2 separate regions of the Rattus norvegicus genome follow, and region 1 is linked to region 2. The links are chromatin contacts, called in public Hi-C maps. All regions are on one chromosome and are shown on one strand. The core of a region is the stretch at or near the end of the contact, and the rest is flanking DNA. Distances in the headings are between cores, read along the strand shown.

Region 1 (2,700 bases), core at 92-2,591, 210 kb after region 2:
GCCGGGGATGAGGGCACAGGGCTGCTGCTGCTGTCCGGCCCATAGTCACCGCCGCCACCGCCGCCACCCGCTGCCGCACCGACGCCCGCAGGACCTGCGGGTACCGGGCAGCTGGCCATATAGGTGGAGCCCGGGTTGGGCGACATGTGGGGGACGTGATGGTGGTGGAGGTGGTGTGGGTGCGCGTGGCCCGGAGCACCCGCCCCTGTATCATACCCTGCGGGCATCATGTCGAGGCCACCATAGCCGCCCTGGCCGTGGCAACCCAGGGGCGCTGACGGGGGCGCTTGGAAGTCGAAGCCCTGGGGCAGTAGCGAGGCCCCGAAGCCCAAGCCGCTCACCACGCGATGGTACATGGGTTTGAGAGCCTGGCACTTCCGCCTGAAGCCGCGCGGACGCCGGCGGAACGAACCCTCCTCGAACATGAACTCGCTGGCCGGGTCGATGGTCCAGTAGTGGCCCTTGCCCGGTCGCCCGAGGCCCTTGGGCAGCTTGATGAAGCATTCGTTAAGCGAGAGGTTGTGGCGCACAGAGTTCTTCCAGCCCTGGTAGGCGCCACGGAAAAAAGGGAAGCGCGCCTGCAGGAACTGGTAGATCTCGCTGAGCGTCAGGCGTTTGCTGGGCGAGCTCTGTATGGCCATGACGATGAGCGCGATGTACGAGTAAGGAGGCTTCTCTGGCCGTCGCAGCCCGGAGGTCGCCTTCTTAGTGCCCCCACTCCCAGCGCCTGTGCCGCCGCTGCTCGCCGCACTCTTGCAAGCACCCGCCGAGGCGCTGACCGAGTTGGAAGAAGACGAGGCACAGGAAGCAGAGGATGAAGAGGACGACGACGAGGTGGACTCCAGGGTGGCGGCGGGTGGCGGGCTCATCAAGGCGGCCTGGAGCGCGCCGGGCGCCGGGCTGCACGCGCGGCGGAGTGGGGCAGGCGGCGGGCGCGGCGGGGGTGGCGGAGGCCCGCCCTCGGTGCTCATCTGGGAGCCGGGAGCAAGGCCCGGCCTGGGGGGTGGACCCCGGACGGAGATTGGCGGCGCCGGAGCCGGGTCGGTCCACAAACCGAGTGAGTGCCCTACTGCGCCGGCCGCGCTGCAGCCGGGGCCACTGCGGGCCAGCGCTTCGGCGTCGCCTCCCTCAGCTCTTCTGGGGCTTCGGGCGGCGGCGGCGGGTCGAAGGCAACGCCCCGCGCATCCCTCTTCCGAGCCTCCGGCCCGCGCCTTGCGCAACCGTCTCCTAAGCCACCGAGGCGACGCTGCCTGGGGCCGGACAGTTGCGCCCTCGAGCCAAGATCTCAGCCCGGACCCCGGGGACTAGCCCGTCGTCTTCTTTCAGGAGTGCTCCTCTCTCTGTCTCTTGGACTTCCTCCCTGGCGCGCCCTCCCCGCGGCCGCTTCGCTCCCTCCCTCCCTCGCTCCCTCCCTCCACCCCACCCCGCCCTGCCCCCTCCTCGCTCCGCGCCGCCCGCCACGGGGAGGGCGCACTGGGCTCGCGTCACTCCTCCCCCTCTGGACCTGGCTGCGGGCTTCTGCTCTTATCGCCTCCCGGACTCTCCGGGGTCCTGCTCGCACTACAAATTCCTTTCGGGCTCTTTCCCTTTCCCCATCTGCCCTCTTCAAAGCCAGGGCTACAGATCCTCAGGCATTCTGCTGGGAGGAGAACTCCCAATCCTGGCAAGACTCGACTACCTCTGACTTCAGCAATTCATTCTCTGTCCCTTCCAGCAGCCCGTTTCTTATCACAGAAGTGCCCCAACCCCGCAACCCGTGAGTGGACACACCCTGCCCCTCCTCCACCCCCGCCGGACCCTGTGGGGACTGAGTTTTGGGGAGACAGTGCCCTGGAAGAGCTTCCTTAGCTACGGTCCCCAGTGCCCGAACTGACACCATCTGTCAACTTCATTTAGACAGTGCGGCCCTCAGCCACACGCCAGGGTGCCAGACGTCCCAAGGTAATGTGCCAATCCTGGGTCTCTCTCTCTCTCTCCCTCTCTCTCCCTCTCTCTCCCTCTCTCTCCCTCTCTCTCCCTCTCTCTCCCTCTCTTTCTCTCTCTGGCTGGACATGCAGGCTTCTGAGAGGTCATAGCAGAGGGCAAGTCCAGGGCGCCTTTGAGCTGTGCCCAGGGCAGTTATGAGCATATTTTCAGCTGAGCACTGGGGTTTGGGTGGAGAAACCTGGGCCAACTTTTAGGGACTTGGGACTCTCTTGAGTCGAATGGATTCCGATTTTTATTTACTTCCACCTTCCACTGATTGTCATTTCCACGTCATGGAGAGAGTAGTAGAGGGAGAGAGAGGGAGAGGGAGAGCCTGCCTGAGGTGAGGAGATAGTTGTATTTATCATCAACACGGAAGGTAAGCGCAGCAGCCAGTGGGTTTACAGTGTCAGTCTTCCCGCCCCCCAATGTACCATGGCCAAGCTCACTTCATTCGAGAACACTCCTCCAGTTGTGGCTTATTCCTCTCGGTAAGAGTCGGCTCAGAGAGAGATGGCCCTCGGGAGAAATCATTCCAATGAGACCCGACAGTTAGTTATTGGATTACACGTGCGGGGAAATGTAGTCTGACCTCGGACAGGGGCTGCAAAGAGAGTTGCAGGCTGAAGTAGGCCTGACCACACAAGGGCTGGTGGCCAGGCCCAGAGGGAAGGAGATGCCCACCAGGGGGACAAATAGAAGGAAGGCACAGTAATGCACCAGCCCTGAGAAGTC
Region 2 (2,805 bases), core at 306-2,805:
CAGGAGGCCGGAGCCGAGCTCCGCAGCCGAACCCTGCGGCGACCCCCGCAGCGACGTCATGATGTTGTCCACGCTGAAGCCCTGGCTGTGATGCGGCGGCGGCGCGGGCTGTGGCGGCGGCGCGGGTTCTGCAGCGTCCAGGCTGAGCGGCCGCGCCGAGGGCAGGCTGCCCGGGGGGCTGCTCCCGCTCGACAGGCTGCTGCTGCTGCTGTCGGGACTCTCGATTTTAGGCACTGTGGCCGCACTGCCGCTGCCTAGGGCGGCAGCCGGGGACAGGGGCTGGGGCGGCGAGGGACACGTACCGTTCTCCGTCTTGATGTCCTGGATGCGCACGGGTGGCTGCTGTGGCCCGGGAGCGGAGCCCTCGGCCTGTTCCGGGGGCGCGGGCGCGGGCTGGCGGCCGGCCTGCGGCGGCGGCGGTTCCTGGAGGTGCAGTCGGCCCTTCTCCTCCTTGTCCTTCACCGCGTCCTTCTTCTTGAAGCGCCGCCGCCGCCGCAGGAAGCTGCCGTTCTCGAACATGTTGTAGGAGTCCGGGTCCAGCGTCCAGTAGCTGCCCTTGCCTGGCTTCTTGTCGTCGCGGGGCACCTTGACGAAGCACTCATTAAGCGAGAGGTTGTGCCGTATGCTGTTCTGCCAGCCCTGCTTATTGTCCCGATAGAAGGGAAAGCGGTCCATGATGAACTGGTAGATGCCATTCAGGGTGATCTTCTTGTCCGGGGCATTCTGGATAGCCATGGTGATAAGAGCGATGTAGCTGTAGGGAGGCTTCACCATGTCCTTGGGCTGCGGCTGCGGCGTATAAGGCCCGTAGGCGCGCGCCATGCCGCCCGGGTACTGCTCGGCGTGAGCAGGGTGCGAGTACACGCTCATAGGGGCCGGCATGGCGGTGTAGCCGCCCCCGGCCGCCGCCGCGGCAGCGCGATAGTAGCTCTGCTCGCCGCCGAGGTAGGGCACCACTCCCAGGGAGTTGGGGCTGGACACCGAGTAGCGCGCCTGCATGGCCCCGGCTCGCCGCCGCCAGGCGCAGTCCGCCGCCCCCCACCCTCGCTCGGGCCGGGCCGCGCCGCACCGGCCCCCGAGTCCGAGTCCCGGCCGCGCCGAGCTGCTGCGGGCCCCGCCGCGCTGCGTCTGTCCGGGCCGCGGCCGCCTCCTTGCGCCCGGGGCTGCTCGGCCTCTCCCTGCGCTCGCCTGGCGCCTCGCTGCCCACTCAGTTCCCGCGCGGGCGGCGAGGGAGGGTCGCTGCAACCGGGAGAGGGCCGGACGAGGATTCCGCAAGCCGCCTCGGAGGAACGTTCAGAGCAACTTCCAGGCGCAGTCGGGGCAAAAAAAAAAAAAAAAAAAAAGACAAAAGTTCAAAAAAAATTAAAAAAATAAAAATAAGAAGGCGCCCTGCTCGCCACTGCCTGCGCCTTCCAGGAGACACTGCTCGGGGCTGCTAGCTAAGGCGGCCAAATAACCAGGGGCGGGGGCAGCGCGCCGGCCGCCTTCCCGGGCCCCCGCGTCACCTTTTCTCAGTCTCTTGCGCCGGCCGCTTAAGGAAGCATTGGGAAAACTTCTGAACTTTTGAGCATCCGTCACCCAGGCTAGGACTTTTTTACGCAGTTACATTTTTTTCCGGGCAGCGGAGCCCCGCCCCACTACGGAGGCGGCAGCCAATGGGAGGCGAGAGACGCCTGTGAATGAGCCAGCGGCCGAGCTCCGCCGGCCCGCTCCTGGCTGCTGGAGGACCGCGGGGCTGACCACACGCGCGCCGGCTGCCCGGGCCCGGCGCCCGCGCCCCTGCCCGCAGCCCGCGGTCGGTCCTACTACCGCACCCACCCACTCACTGCCAGACACTGCCCTTCACCCCCTGACGTTCTCGGGGACTGCAGACTTTCGGAGTCCTCACTGGCCCCAGGACCCTTCCTGCGTCCACAGTTCCCAGTCCTCCACGGAGCCCTCGAGTCTCTCTTCGCACAGGATCTGCCTCACTCCTTAGTCTATCTTGCTGTCTCCAGCGCCGGGATTTCTCCGGCCTTCCCAACCCTCCCCCTATCCCTTGGTCTCTCCTTTTCGTAACATCCCTCTCTCTGCTATCGCGGGTCACATTGACATCCCATCCACTCTTCACCCGCAGGTTCTCCAGTCCGACTTTAGGTTTCAGAGGCTCGGTCACAGCCGCGGGGGTTCCAGTGAGGAAGAAGATGGTATTTCGGTGCCTCGCCCCACTCCCTGCTAGCTGTAATCGGAGAGGATAGAAATTTCAGACTTTTTTTTTAAAAAAACTGATAGACTATGTAGGCCACATTGAGGAGCACGGAGTTCACGAGCGTTCCGTTCCAGGGCTTAAAGGAACTAGAGAGTTCGGGCTAAGACGATTCCAAAAGTTTCCTCAACAAACCACTCGTTGTCCCTTTGTCCTGACCAGCACATTTTGGCTCATAGGGCCAGTTAAGTTCAAAAGGGCTTGGTGACATTAGCAGTTGTGATGAAGAAGAGTCAGATAAATATGCCCAAGAGCTTAAGGCTTCCCCCAAGCCACTCTCCGCCTCTGCCCATCCTAGGGCAGCTGCCTCATAGAGTCTGAGTTGGAGGAAGTGTTCAGAATTGTACCTACAAGACAGCTCAAAGATTCTGATAGATAATCCCTGAATGATCCTTGAAATTCGTGATTAGACCTCAAGTCTGCAGCCTCTGGATGACTGGAACAGGATGGGTAGAGATGAGATGGGGGAAATGGAGGGTCTGAGAGGATAGGCCTCCCTCTGACTGCAAAACAACCCTGCATTTCAGCAACTGGTCCAGAAAAAATTCTGACAGAGTGGA

The links. Hi-C and Micro-C count contacts between places; a contact is called where the count stands out from the background.
Region 1: a Hi-C map of prefrontal cortex shows a contact between it and region 2, with 2.9 times the contacts expected there. The contact joins the promoter of Foxf2 here to the promoter of Foxc1 in region 2. A contact is called at or near these places in 2 of 12 Hi-C or Micro-C datasets (frontal cortex and prefrontal cortex).

Annotation. Positions count from the first base shown.
Region 1 is chr17:33,049,918-33,052,617 of GRCr8, forward strand. Foxf2 (forkhead box F2) reads right to left here and starts at 1,342. Exons shown (of 2, transcript NM_001400749.1): 1 at 1-1,342. The coding sequence starts at 971. It overlaps LOC120097779 (a long non-coding RNA gene), which reads left to right and starts at 1,373. Exons shown (of 3, transcript XR_005495507.2): 1 at 1,373-1,941.
Region 2 is chr17:32,842,545-32,845,349 of GRCr8, forward strand. Foxc1 (forkhead box C1) reads right to left here and starts at 1,556. Exons shown (of 1, transcript NM_134338.2): 1 at 1-1,556. The coding sequence starts at 999.